3 separate regions of the Mus musculus genome follow, and all the other regions are linked to region 2. A link is a contact called in public Micro-C and promoter capture Hi-C data. All regions are on one chromosome and are shown on one strand. The core of a region is the stretch at or near the end of the contact, and the rest is flanking DNA. Distances in the headings are between cores, read along the strand shown. Region 1 holds the start of Mcmdc2 (minichromosome maintenance domain containing 2). Region 2 holds the start of 2610203C22Rik (RIKEN cDNA 2610203C22 gene). Region 3 overlaps Ppp1r42 (protein phosphatase 1, regulatory subunit 42).

Evidence for each region. Promoter capture Hi-C pulls out the DNA fragments that hold promoters and counts their contacts. A called contact is a pair of places that touch in the nucleus more often than the background predicts.
Region 1: a Micro-C map of embryonic stem cells shows a contact between it and region 2, with 2.2 times the contacts expected there. The contact joins the promoter of Mcmdc2 here to the promoter of 2610203C22Rik in region 2. A contact is called at or near these places in 5 of 39 promoter capture datasets (hippocampal neurons, liver, pre-B cells and 1 more), 1 of 484 Hi-C or Micro-C datasets (embryonic stem cells) and 1 of 9 other capture datasets (adipose tissue).
Region 3: a promoter capture Hi-C map of liver shows a contact between it and region 2, with 2.0 times the contacts expected there. The contact joins the enhancer-like site here to the promoter of 2610203C22Rik in region 2. A contact is called at or near these places in 7 of 39 promoter capture datasets (the C10 cell line, cranial neural crest, frontonasal cranial neural crest and 3 more) and 1 of 484 Hi-C or Micro-C datasets (liver).

The regions. Positions count from the first base shown.
Region 1 is chr1:9,905,185-9,910,124 of GRCm38.p6, reverse strand. It overlaps Mcmdc2 (minichromosome maintenance domain containing 2), which reads right to left and starts at 1,487. Exons shown (of 15, transcript NM_177722.3): 1 at 1,435-1,487.
Region 2 is chr1:9,627,819-9,632,455 of GRCm38.p6, reverse strand. It overlaps 2610203C22Rik (RIKEN cDNA 2610203C22 gene), which reads left to right and starts at 1,364. Exons shown (of 5, transcript NR_015470.1): 1 at 1,364-1,395.
Region 3 is chr1:9,986,523-9,990,922 of GRCm38.p6, reverse strand. All of the region lies in intron 5 of Ppp1r42 (protein phosphatase 1, regulatory subunit 42), which reads left to right. Among named protein-coding and RNA genes, the nearest start is that of Ppp1r42, 20 kb to the left of the region's middle. Within about 2 kb of position 2,297, at least 14 of the 459 cell types and tissues checked have an H3K27ac peak or open chromatin away from gene starts, as enhancers often do. A contact at or near this core is called in liver, where this site is marked.

The DNA of each region.
Region 1 (4,940 bases), core at 238-2,737, 280 kb before region 2:
GTGGCTACCCTTTTGTTATTATATCGGGGTCAAAATTAATAATTTTGAAGGTTGACATTGTTATAATATCAGCTTTTTGCTAGGTATGCTCATGGACACATTTAATGCCAATGATCAGGAAGCAGAGGCACCCAGGTCCCTGAAGTCTAGGCTAGCCTGGTCTGCAGATGGAGGATAGCCATTGAATCTGTGTCTCAAAACCAAACCACCACCACCACCAAGAACAAAAACAGGTTTCTGAAGTTGGATGACATTGAGTGAAATGGTTGTGTAAATTTAGAATAAGTTTTTGAAGTGCAAAATAATTATATAAGGAAAGAGAAGTTTACAAAGTTTTTGAAAACAGAATCGTCCTTTTTTTTTAAAAAAAATATATTTTGGAAATTAGCTCCTTCATGTTGCCTGTGTGAAGAATGCTTTGAAACTAAACAGCCAATTATCAGTTTTCAACTAGTGTTGTATTTCTAAGAGATGGATGGACCAGCCCAGGGTATTTGAAACAAAACGGAATGGAGGAGATAATTCTAGAATTTTAAAGACTCTAATTCTGGGCTTCATGACCAACCTGTACCACACAGAGAGGAAAAAATTCAGTCGAGGCCAGGTCATGGTTGCAGACATTCAGTAGGTTGGGCAGACTGAGTTCAAAGTTAGTCTCTAGCAGATAGGTGGTAGCACACAGCCTTGATCCCAGCACTCAGGAGGCAGAGGCAGGGATATCGCTGTGAGCTCCATGATGGGAAGGGCTCTGCAAAGAAACCAAGTCTCGAAAAGCAAAACAAAACAAAACAAAACGGTAGTCTTTGTAGCCGTGGGCTACATAATGAGCTCTAGGGTAGTCTGAGTTGCATAACAAAGCCCTGTCTAGAAATCAAGGTTTGTTATGTCCAAGGCTGGGCTTCATCACAGCACCGCCAAACAAGTGAATTTTCATTTATCAGGTGCGTGTGCCGCAGACTCTTGAAAGTCAGCTAGGCAGGAAAGGACACAAGAAGTTGAGTCTGGAGTTCAGGGCCTTCAAAAGATGGGCATAGAGCCCAACTGTCTGCCCAAAATTGTCATGCTGGGCAGAAGTGGCACGCGCCACTCAGCAGGCAGAGAGGCAGGAGCATCTCTGGGTTTGAGGTCAGCCTGGTCTACAGAGCAAGTTCCAGGACGGACATACGGACTGACAGACAGACAGTCTTGGGGATGAACGCATTTGCAAGTAGGGGATTATGAGGAGAAAAGGACACAGAACAGGCCACCGGAATAATCCAAGTTTTCCCTTCTGTCAGCGCTGAGGGAACCCTGAGGAGATGCGGAGACCAAGGCCCAAACACCTCAGGACTCAGCCACTAGAGAGAACCCGCTTGGCTCGCCGGCCCTGCAGCTCCTCAGGAGACTCCAGTGCCTTCGACCTGGCTATGTTGCCACCTCTGGAATAAGACTCACCTGCACTGCAGGACCCGCGTGGGCTACAGAGGGCCTCCTGCGCACGCGCACTCTCCCAACTGTCGGGCGCGCGCGGGGTCTGCCGGGACCGCAGCCCTTCTGTCACCAGGGCAACCAGTCTCACCTATATAGTGCTGTTTGCTCCCGCAAGGCAAAGAGATGGAGATTCTTTTGCTTTTGCTGTTATCTAATCCAAGACAATATCTGTATGAAAAAAATTTCAATTTCTGCTGGTGGAAATGCGAAATAGCGTCGTAAACTTCGGAAACTGTGGTAGCCTCTCAAACGGCTAATTCCAAGAGAATTGAAAATATGCATCCACAGAAAATCTTGTATATGTAAATTCATACTATTACTCAAAATTGCCCCGAAGTGAATGTCTTGACTTCCAACTAGCGTCAAACAGCTGTGGTATAGCAACACAAAACAACACTATATTCCCTTGAATTAAAAAGAGAATTAAGGGATAGCACAATACTATGGCTTTTGAGTGCACTGTGCAAGAGGAAAGGCACAAAGTCATATGTTGTATGTTGCCATTCATGTATGAAATAGGATAGGCAAACATGAATACAAATTTATGATTACCTAGGGCTTGGTAAAGCAGTGAAAAGTGATTGATAATGAGTAGGGGACTTCCCCCCTAAAATGTAGTAAAATACACATAACAAAATGTACCATTTTAGCCATTCTTGAGTGGAAGCTGAATGTCATAGAACTGTAACACTGTTTCCAGTACATAATTATCTTCCCCTAACTTTGTACCATTTAGTGATTCCCTAAGTTCCTGGCAATAACCATTCTGTCTTTAAAATTAGCTACTCCAGAACTCATAAATGGAACAAATACAGCATTTATTGTCTTGTGCCTTTTATTCTACTTCATAAAATGTCCTTAAGGCTCATCCATGTTGTAGGATGTTAGAATGGTCTTCATTTGTAGTATTCCATTCCATGGATTCTTTTCTTGGTGCTGGGAACTGACACTGAACCTCCAGGCCCTATCGGTTGTTTGTGAGGTAATGGAGATATCCTAAAGTTGAATAAATTCTGAAGAAAGTCTGTCATTTGTTGATTTTGAGACAGGGTCTTTCTACTATAACCCAGGATAGCCTTACATATACCTTGTAGTCCAGGCTGGCTGTGAACTCAGTTCATAGCATAGGCAAGTCTTCAATTCACAATTTTGCCTCAGCTTTCAAGTATATTTAGGTACTTATAGGTACATTTCACTATATCAGGCATTTTAAAATGGATGAATTCTATAGTATAAGAATTAAAGATCATAGAAGCTTTACCAAACAACAAAAGCACTAAAATTTGGACTAGCTCAAGTGTACTACTTGGCAAAGTAGGCCTTCTTCCTCTTCAGGGGTAAAGGTTTCAGTTAAGAAATACTATGTAACATATTGCCCCACAGCTGTAGCCACATGTACCAGCACGTTTTCCCTTTTGCATTTTTGTGTTGACTCTGGTTGTTTGCTGACTTAGTAAACATGACAACACGGCCTTTTGACACTTTGATTCCAAATTTGAAGGACAGTTTTTGTTGTTGATGTTTAAATCTAAGTGAAAAGCAAAGCAATTAAAGTCATGACTCCAGCAGTCAATGACAGCTGACACATGCACAATGTGTCACATGTCATATCACAATGTGACACATGCACAGCTCACACACTGACAATACAGGGCTTGCACCCACTGCTGCTTTCATGTCACTAGGAATCACAACAGTCATTATACATTATTTTGTATTCTTATGGCCCCTGTGGAAGGGCCTGGGTAGTGATCCATCTTGACTGTTAAGTGGATGGGATTTGAAGTCACCAGGGAAACATGAATCTTCGTGGATCTGTGAGAACTTTCCCAGAGAGGCTTAAGAAGGGGAGATCTGCCCTAAATGTGGTGCAGCACCCTGTGGACGGAGATCTTGGACTCACAAGAGGGAACTCATGAAATATCAGCTTTTATCTTTGATTCCTGACTGAAGACCCAATGTAACCAACTGCTTGGCACTTTGGCCACTATAGTTGTAGCATGCTCGTCTCCTGCCAGAACGGACCGTTCCCTCAAACTGAGCAAATCCAAAGTCACTCTTAAGTTGCTTCTGTTTGCTATGTGTTACACGATGGACAAGAGCCATGGGCAGCCTGGGATTTTCCCAATCTCCCATTCCAACACACACTGAAAACTCTCACCACCAGTTTTGACTAGGGAGTGCATGTGTGCTATAATTCTGGATAGTGAGACAGACCCCAAGGAATGAAGTCTGCTGTGGAGCTTCTCAAGTAGGGAAATTAAGGATCTTTTCTCTCCTTTGCTTAGATATTCTCATACCTGAATGCAACTCCTCAGAATGTCACAGGCATCTCTGTCCACAAAAGAATTAATCAGAAGATGAAAGTAGGTGAGGAAAGACTCTAGGGGAGGACATATAGGACCAAAAGAGGTGGAGGTCTGAGGGAACTGCCAGGAATGAACTTCCAATACCCCTTCACCATATACCAGAACCCCAGAGACACCAGGCTGCAGAGACCAATGGTTTCTACTTGCCGCCCCCCCCCCCCCCCCCCCCGGCATCATGTGGAACCTGCTGGAGCCAGAGGGATCTGGAAATGTCACATTGCAACTGGGTATAACAGAGTGGCCAGTTCACTTTGTAAGTATTTTTTCTTACTTTATTTTGATTTCCTCTTTTCCACATAAGGATCACAATGGCTGTGCTTGTGTATCAGTTGTTTCAGGATTAGTCTTCAGTCAGGTCTTAGTCTTCAGCCATATACACACCCCTTGTTTTCTTTCTCTCATGGTTACCCATTCCCTTAATTGTAACTTTCCATAAATTTAACACTATCTAAATCTGTGGACCCTAATGCACCCCAACTCTCCCTTCCCAGTTATTTTGTTTGAATGATTTTCCCAATCAGATTAGTACTTAACCTTTTTTCTTATGCACCCTACTTCTCTTTCACTTTCTTTTTTTTTTTTAAGATTTATTTATTTACTATATGTAAGTACATGGTAGCTGTCTTCAGACACTCCAGAAGAAGAGGGCATCAGATCTTATTACAGATGGTTGTGAGCTACCATGTGGTTGCTGGGATTTGAACTCAGAACCTTCAGAGGAGCAGTCAGTGCTCTTAACCACTGAGCCATCTCTCCAGCCCTCTCTTTCACTTTTAATCTTAGTAACTATAGTTTGAGTCTACTACATAGCATCCTTGTTTATCTTCCAACAGTTACTGAAGTCAAGGGGCCATTGCTATTGACTAGTTTGACACTGTACAGTGGTAATAAAAGACACCCATGACTGTTCTCCCGGTTAATATTCCACTCAGGGAATAACACAGAGCTTATATCTGGTATTTTGAGCACCTGGACTAAGAAATTATTTTCTGAACTCAATTATACCATATTTAATTCCTACCTGATCATCAAAAATACTCAACCTGGGGGATAGAGAGATGATGAAGCTCTTTCAGAGAACACAGGGTTGGTTTGTAGCAC
Region 2 (4,637 bases), core at 115-2,614:
ATAAATATGTATTTATTCTTGTGCCATGTGTATGTGTTTTGCCTGAGTGCATATATGTGTACCAAGTACATGCCTAGTGCCTATGAAGTCGGAAAAGGGTGTGGAATCCCCAAAATATGGGTGCTGAGATCTTGGGTCTTCTGCAAGAGCAGCATGTTTTCCCCAATGCTGAATTGTCCCCATAGCCCTCACTGTGAGCTTCTTTAAATTCTCCTCTTTTTTCCATTGTTTTCTTTCTGCTGTCTCAAACTTCCACATCTCTTTCTCCATTTATTTCTTCTAGGATCTGTGTCCTGATCATTTCTTCTCACTCTGCTAAATTCTATTACTTTTAGATGACTTTTGCTTTTTGTCTTCTTTGAGAGAAGGCAGGATCTGCATTGCAAAGTGTAGCATTAAATTGTGAAGTGGGGGGGGGGGATGGCATGTTTCTGAAACCTTTGTCACAAATACAGGTTTCTTGGTGGAGGAGCCCCTTCCTTCTGGAGACCACCTCCACACTCAAAGAATAACTGAAGTGGGAACTGGGCCAGTGGTTTTATTTTCTGCACAAGCACCGCCAAAGCACAACAAAGAGGCTGGAAGTATCCCCAGGTGGAGGTATGTTCTCATGTCATCAGGAAGCCTACCTGCTTTCCCTGTACCCTGCCCCCTCTCACCACATGCCGCAGGGGATTTTTTTTTTTTTAAGTCAGAAAGGCTGGGGCATTGACCTGTGTTATGTACACTGTTTGTACTGTTGCCCTGGACACTGGGATGACAACTGAGCCACTGTCTTTCACAACTAGCTTGCTTACCTGCTGAGTAATGGGCTGGCTGAGGGCCCTTTTTGGCCTCCTTCCTTGGCTTCCAGCCTTTTGGAGGCACAAGCAACGTTTTCTTTCTAAAAGGAAATTTCGGCTCTCATCAGGAACATGAAGGCCTTTCTGACCTTTTAATCATCTATAGGGAAGATAAAAGTCCATCTTGGATGGAGGATCACATGAGCTGAGGTACTTTAAGCACTTAGCTCAGAGCCCACCACATGTAAACTACATACACCAGTGCCTGTTAACTGTCTATCTGTCTTCACATGCAACAGTCCACTGAACCCAGAGAGGAATCCCAGAAGATCTGTAGCTTTAACCTGAGGATTCAGAGGCTAGGAATAGAGCCTTTTACACTCCTCCTTGGGCTGGGAGAGCAGAGAGTAAGTAGCCAGAACAGGAAGCATCTTTCCTCTTCCTACTTCCCCTGAGCTCCATCTTTAGCCCTCTCCTAAGGAAGAGCATGACACAGATGCGGAAGCATAGTTTACAATAGCATCCAGCTGCAGAGCAGTCTGCTGGCAAGAGCCTGGACAGGCCCTAGAGAACGAAGAGGACGAAGATGACAAGCAGCTTTGAATTCCTTCTGGTATGTCTACAAAGTGACAAGGGTACAGGTCCACCTGTGTGTGTGGGTGTGTGTGTGTGTGTGTGTGTGTGTGAGAGAGAGAGAGAGAGAGAGAGAGAGAAGTGTCCTTTCATTTCTGAGGCATAAAGGGAGATCTCTGTAGATAAGAGGGCTCTCTCCTCCCTGCCTCCACACTGTCCCTGCTCCTCTGCAAGGACAGAGAATTTTCATGGAATAGTCTCCTGGATTTATGGCCGTGAGGCTTGTGTGTGAGACTACATAGCCTGCTTTCCTGGTGAGGTCACTGTTTCTTGAGTTATTGTCTTGCTTTACTTGGCCTGCATGAATAACAAGAATGTGGTGCAGAGGGCTTATTTATGAAGTACCAAATCTCTGCCTGGTTATACCTTACCAAGCAAGCTTCCCATCAGACCTGACTCCTCAGGAGCACTTTAGTCCTAGGGTCTGGTTTGAAGTCTAGTGAGGCTAAATGAGCAGGGCTGGGCCTTCTTCCTCCGAGTTGGAGCAGACAGACAAAAGCCTGTGGTCTCCTAAGCCAATGCACTTTGTAGGTTTCAGTTGAGGACTAATTTTGCTGGTAGGGAATGCAGGCAGGAGGCCAAAGGCAGCAGTTGGCAGCAAGTAGACTCTTTTGAATTCAAAAGAGTCGTCACCACCCACATCTTGCTTCTGAGCCAAGCAAGGGTCACTGGCCCGGACTGACCTGGCACACTGGGTGACCACCTGGGGCTGCAGGATCAGCCCAAATGCTACAGTGGGAAATGGAGAGCCTTGTGTTCAGCCGCCCTGGAGCCCTTCCCCTGCCCACCTTCTTCTGAGAGAGAACCCTGGACCCTGGCTCAGGAAATGATTCTATTTTCAGTTCCTGCCTGGCTGGCTGAATCACTCACTGCTCGCCACCCGTCCCTGCTTCTTCTGAATGGGGCGGATTATCACACCATATGTTAATGCAATTCACAATTTGCAAAGCCCGGTTAGGCTTGGGCTCTGTTGAGTTTTCATCAGCCGGTGAGGTAGATCGGGTAGGTAATTTAATTTGAATGCAAAATAGAGGTTCAAAGAAACTCAGGCAGCAAGGAGGCTCACCACTGTGAGGTGGGGTCTGGCACCCGGCTTCTCACTTGGCAGCAGTTTCTACACTGTCAGGGGTTCACAGCTCTTGGGCTGAATGGCAGGGGACCCTGCTAACAGTTTCCTGTCTTCTTTATAGAGGACATTTGCTTCAGAAGGGTGTTAGGCTGTGGGAGTGCAAAGAATTTAAAATCTTACTTTCTAGTCTCAAATTGAGTCTCAGATTCATCTCTCCAATCCCTAAGGTTTATATGACCCACAACAACGTAAAGGGCAACCCCTTCTTGCTCCGATCCATTTCATGCTTGTGTGGCCTATACTTTAGCCTATAAGACAGGTACATTCTAATGCATTGTCTCTAGGACAGTCCAGCTTTTAAGAACTGGCAGAACCTGGGCAAATGGCTGGCAAGGATGAATACTGGTCATAATACTAATGGAGCCTTCCATCCTTCAAGCCTGTAGGGTATTGCCCAAGACTATTATCCACAGAGAAGTTGGTGAGAACCCTAAGGGAGGGGCTCAGTAACCAGGGACAACATGGAGGGAGGCTCAGGGTAGTCCCAGGCATTTTTAGCTACTGTGGAAGTGCTCCAATAGTCTCACTTGAGTAGCCACACTAATACAAATCAGCTGCATATTGGCCCAGGTAATTTTGTTTAATCATTTCTGGGACAAGGAGGCAGGTAGGATATTTTCTTTTTCAACCAATGAAGAAAGTGAACTCAGAAATCTGCATGAGGTTCTACAGCCACTCAAGTTCTCGTTGTCACGTTTGAAGTGCAGAGCACGGGATACCCAAGACTTTGGGTGGAGGAGATGACAGTCCTGGCTGGTCAGAGTATTGGGGTCTGAGGCCCTACTGAGGTCAAAGGGTGAGAGGTGTGGGGAAAACAAGGAAGGGAACTGAAAAGTGTGTGTGTGTGTTTATGGAAAGTTGCTGAGCTGAGGGGACAACAGAGAGAAACAAGCTTGCTCTCACTGATTAGATTTGGTTTGAGCTAGTCCTGGGTGGTACCAAGAAACAATTTGCATAGTTTGTGCTGCCTCTTGTCTTTATCTAAAGGTTGGCATCTGGGGAACATGTGTGCTCTTGGAGCATTACCTATAGAATCTAATATGTTACAAATAGCTGCGTCCTATTTAGTGAGAGCTGCTGCTGAACCCCTCATGTTCCCCCAACCCTTTGCCAATCTCTCTGTTTCCTGGCTGGTGGAAGGCTTAGCTCAATGGAGTGTCACACAGGACACAGGATGATGAGGTGTGGCTCTCTGTGAATCAAGCCCTGGAGATCAGGTGGTTGAATAGAACGCTTACTTTGTTTCTTTGTGGGTAGGCCTCCAAATATGGGTCAGCATTTGCTCAGCACTCCAGGGACACCTGCTCTACTTGAAAATGTAGGCCCTTTCAGCAAGGCCTCAGCCACCTGTTGGTAGGGGAAATTGCCTTATGGCAAATGCCTTCTGGCCCAGAGCTTGAGACAGTGGCCCTGGCTCATGACCCCAGCTATTTGGGAGCCCTGTGAAAGAGAACTTTGAGTTTGAGGTCAGTCAGGTAGCTTAGTGATTCAAAATAGACTTTAAAAATGGGATAGGGAAGGGCTGGATCTGTGGCCCAGCAATGCTTGCCTAGTGCCAGAGGACCCTTGAATTAAATCCTAGTACTGAGGAAAATGGGAGGAGTGAGGTATAGGATGTGGTATCCCAGAAAGCGAGCTTGTGTTTGGCCTGAGAAGTGTGAGAGATGTGGGGAAAACAGAGTTGTAAGAGCCTCTCAGCTTGGATACCTCTACAGACTCCAACAAGGGCCAGGAGTGTGCAGCCTGTAACAAGCTTAGCTACCCTCTCCATAATGATTCTGCGTGTTAGGTTTCTCTGTTGCCATTTCTCTATTTTTTTGCTCCTACCCAACAGAGGGTATATTGGTAGATAACGAATTGTGTCCCCGGTCCCATGTGACAAAGTAAAAATCAAATGACCAGGTGTGTGGGCTAGTTTTCAGAACAGTTTTTTTCCTTGTCCTTTGAGAGAGACAGGGATGCATTTGTTGGGAACTTCTTGGGCTTCCTGGTAGAGGATGACATTCCCGTGACATTAGAGATGGAGTGCAAATTCTAATTCTCCAGAGAACTTTCTTTGCCTGCATTCTTCCTTGTCTATCCCTTTGTCCCTG
Region 3 (4,400 bases), core at 1,048-3,547, 360 kb before region 2:
TAAAGTCAGAGCTTGGTTACTTAAGGAGCCACAGATTCCCAGGATGCAGAATCACCGAGGGATAAGGGGATGGTCCACAGATTGTAATGCCCCAAAGAACGGAGGCTCACAAATTCCATGACTGCTAACATTTGGTTCAGGGCCTTTTCAGCCTGTGGAAGTGCCCAATGGTTGAGGAAACAGAAGAATTGTTCTACAGCCTCCTAGCTTCACATGGAGTCAGAGACCTTACCGTAGCAGCAGTAGCAGCTGCACCACACCAACTTCTTCAGCAGACCCCGTGCTCAGAACCTGCATTTCAACAGGTTGCTGTTGTTGTTTGTTTGGTAAAGATTTACTTATTTATTATATGTAAGTACACTGTAGCTGTCATCAGACACCAGAAGAGGGAATCAGGTCTTGTTACAGATGGTTGTGAGTTACCATGTGGTTGCTGGGATTTGAACTCAGGACCTTCAGAAGAACAGTCAGTGCTCTTAACCGCTGAGCCATCTCTCCAGCCCCCCGTGATTCTTTTTTAAAATTTAAAATTACAGTTTATAATTTTCTGTGTGTGGATGTAGTGTGTGTGTGTGTGTGTGTGTGTGTGTGTGTGTATTAAGCAGTGGGCAAGTTCTAAGAGTTAGTTTTCAACTTTACCCACGTGGACCCCAGTCAGACTTGGTGACAAGTTACCTGCTGACAAGGTGACTGACTTAGTTACCTGCTGAGCCATCCCACAGGCTCCCCCTGGTGATTGCTAATGCACATGAAACTTTGAGAAGCATGACTCAGCAGGTCTGGTGTGGTGGATAAAGGGAAGGATAGCAGCCAGAGAAGGAACACTGCACGTTAGGATGTAAGAGAGGACCCCATAAGAGATGGCCAGGATCCAAAAAGCTGAGTAGAAGGGAAAGGAGATGTGAGATCACAGGCAGAATACTGAGAAACTATTAGCCAAAGAAGGCCTACTGACCTCCTTCTCCAGGAGGAGAGAAGGTTTAAGCCAGATGATGATGATGACAGTAACTTCGTTGACTCAGGAGCTCTACATTAAATGACATTTCACAACTGTTTTGTTTTTGTATTTCTTTCCTGTAACCTCTTTAAACAGGCATGTGTCAATATATAAAAACACCAAATAGTTTATGATTTAAGTTTAACTTAAATTTATAAAAGTTGTTTGTGGCCGGGTGTGGTGGCGCACGCCTTTAATCCCAGCACTTGGGAGGCAGAGGCAGGCGGAATTTTGAGTTCGAGGCCAGCCTGGTCTACAAAGTGAGTTCCAGGACAGCCAGGGCTATACAGAGAAACCCTGTCTCAAAAAACCTAAACAAACAAACAAACAAACAAATAAATAAAAAGTTGTTTGTGGGTGCCGCTTGAGTCCTGAGCTTTACTAGACGAACATTATTCAAGTTGCTAAAGCTATACAAAGTCAAATGCATGTGCAAAAAAAAAAAAAAAAAAAAAAAAAAAAAGAAAGAAAGAAAGAAAAGAAAAAAAAGAAAAGAAACCTTGAAAGAATAACAACAAAAAAATCCTTAGTCTCTGCCTACAGTTTTTATGTCTGCAAAGTTTTCCAAATCAATAAAATGACCTGAGTTCATCTCACAGTCAGATTCATTAGTGATTTACTTCATTGGTTTTCTGGTGACCATTTATCATGAGGTATAGAATTCTCAGGATGAATGGGAAAAGTAAAAAACGTGACATGTTTGCCTCTTATATAAACTAAATATTTGATTTATAATACACAAATGAACAAACCACGATAGCCTGTCATGTTTTCTTAGTTTCTAATTTATTCAACCTCTGCTCAATATTGATCCTGGCAAGCTTCATGGCCCAAAGATAAATTTATTCACTCCACACTTTAGTCAGGAACAAGCCAAAAATTATAGATTTCTCCCAGGCAGATGATGACAGGCAGTCAGAGGGATGACAAATGGCTGTCTTTAGATTTAGTAAGGACAGTTGGGCCAGACATTTCCGATAAAGATTGGAGTATGCTGGTCAGGTTCATCACAGTCATTAAAGCTGAGACCGCCTGCCACAAACACCCAGGCAGGAGCAGGGCACCAGCCTGCAGGGAAAGACAATTGGCCACTCAGAATTTTGCAGTGCGCCTCTAAGCGATAGCATGACATGATCATTTATCAAACAGAGACTGTCCAGAAAAGTGTCTGGTGCCTTGAGTAATTTATCGAGGGGCAGGAGAGTGAAAGGATTTTATTAAGGACAGGAAGGCAATGAACAACCAGAGCGTATCCAAAGGGTAATCATATTTCAGAACAGGATTAGTTTAGCCTTAAGTAAACATACACTGGAGGGAGTGTGTCCAGGGTCATTTATCAAGTGAGGAATAATTAACAAAACTCCAAGCACTTTTTATCTGTATCAGTGTAAAGTTCTCTTGTTATGGGCATCATATTCAACAGTATGAAACATACAACACACAGTCCCTTAGAGTAAGAGGAATACAGAACTCTTGCACAGCTATGGCTGTGTTAAACCTGGAACAAAGGATTCAAAAAGGAGCAAAATCTAAGGTCTGAGACTGAGGGCTGAAGTTCTAGTTTTGAGACAGCTTTCTTACATGAAGGTAACTACTTGTTGTGCAACGGGTCAGAAGCTTCATCTTTAATTTTTGCTCTGTTAATCAAAATTAAGAGAAGGGGATTCAACTGAAGAACTGCAGGGCAAGCAAAGGCCTACGGACTTACCTGTTTTGTTCCCTGAACTTTGTATGCCATGATGATTAATTCTAAGCAATGACTTGTAAATAAAGACAGGAAACCAGGCACTGGAGGCTCACACATTTAATTCCAGCACTCAGGAGGCAGAGGCAAGTGGATCTCTGAGTTCAAGTTCAGACTTATCTACAAAGGGAGAGTTCCAGAACAACACAGAGAAGCCCTGTGCTGAAAAACCAAATAATAATAATAATAATGATGATAATAATAATAATAATAATAACAGTAATAGAGACTGGTGCACAGTAAGCAAAAGCCCCAGGAGCCAGAGGGCTGCTTCTGAGAAGACAATTCCTGTTTTCCCAAGTTATTTGTTTTGAGCCCTCTGAGTCAAGCATAGACTAAACTCTAGAGCTACATATATACCTTCAGAAAGTCACTATTTTGAAAAGATATCTGCATTATTTTTTTTCCAGTTTTTTGAAACAGGGTTTCTTTGTGCATCTCTGCTGTCCTGGAACTTGCTTGTAGACCAAATTGGCCTTGAACCCAGAGATCTATCTGCTTGTTTTTACCTTCCAAGTGCTGGGATTAAGGTGTGTGCCACCAACACCCGGCACACACCTATGTGTTTGTTGTGCTATTTTTTTTTTTAAGTAATCAAGATGTAGTCACAACTAAAGTGCACTGCATTACTTTTGTTTGTTTGTTTGATGTTGTTTTTGTTTTTGTATTTCAAAACAGGGTTTCTCTGTGTAGCCCTGGCTGTCCTAAAACTCACTCCGTAGACCAGGCTGGCCTTAAAATCACAGAGATCCACCTGCCTCTGCCTCCTGAGTGCGGGGATATTGATTGCTTATGCATTTTATGTAGGTGAGTACAATAAAGACATTCACTGCTGCCACCCAGCCCTGTATTTCTTCTTAAAACTAACTCTTTGGGCATATATAAAACACTCCAAGCATATATGCTTTTGTCAAATAGTAATTAAAGGAACATTTATCTTTTTAAAATTTATTTATTTATTTATTTATTTATTATATGTAAGTACACTGTAGCTGTCTGTCTTCAGACACACCAGAAGAGGGCATCAGATCTCATTACGGATGGTTGTGAGCCACCATGTGGTTGCTGGATTTGAACTCAGTACCTTTGGAAGAACAGTGGGGTGCTCTCACCTGCTGAGCCACCTCACCAGCCCTGGAATATTTATTTTTAAAGAGCGGTGGAGAGAAAGCAAGAAAAAGAATGGCAGGAAGACAAAGGACTGGGGTGGGGGAGGGAGGAGGGTGCGGTAGGGGTGGGTGTTGACACTGACTGAGGAAAGAGATGCAATAGGGAGAGAGGAGGTAAGGCAAGAAGCCTGGAAGGCTGCTTCCAAATGCCTCTCATTGGCCTTCCTCACCACTGTGGGACCTGTGAACTGTGAATCACTCTTTAAATATCATGTCATTTCTGGTAAGCTATAAAAGCATGCAAATAGTTATCAAGAAATATAAAACAAAGCTGACTGTGATGATATACACTTCTGATTCCAGGACTCTGTAGGCAGAGGCAGGTAGATCTCTGTGAGTTTGAGGCCAGCCTGGTCTACACAGTAAATGCCAGACCAGTCAGGTCTACACAATGAGACCTTGTCAAAACTAAAACCAAACCAAAAAATAAATACAAACAAAATAAACAAACAGAAAAACAGCAACAACAACAAAAGAAGTAAAAGGAAAT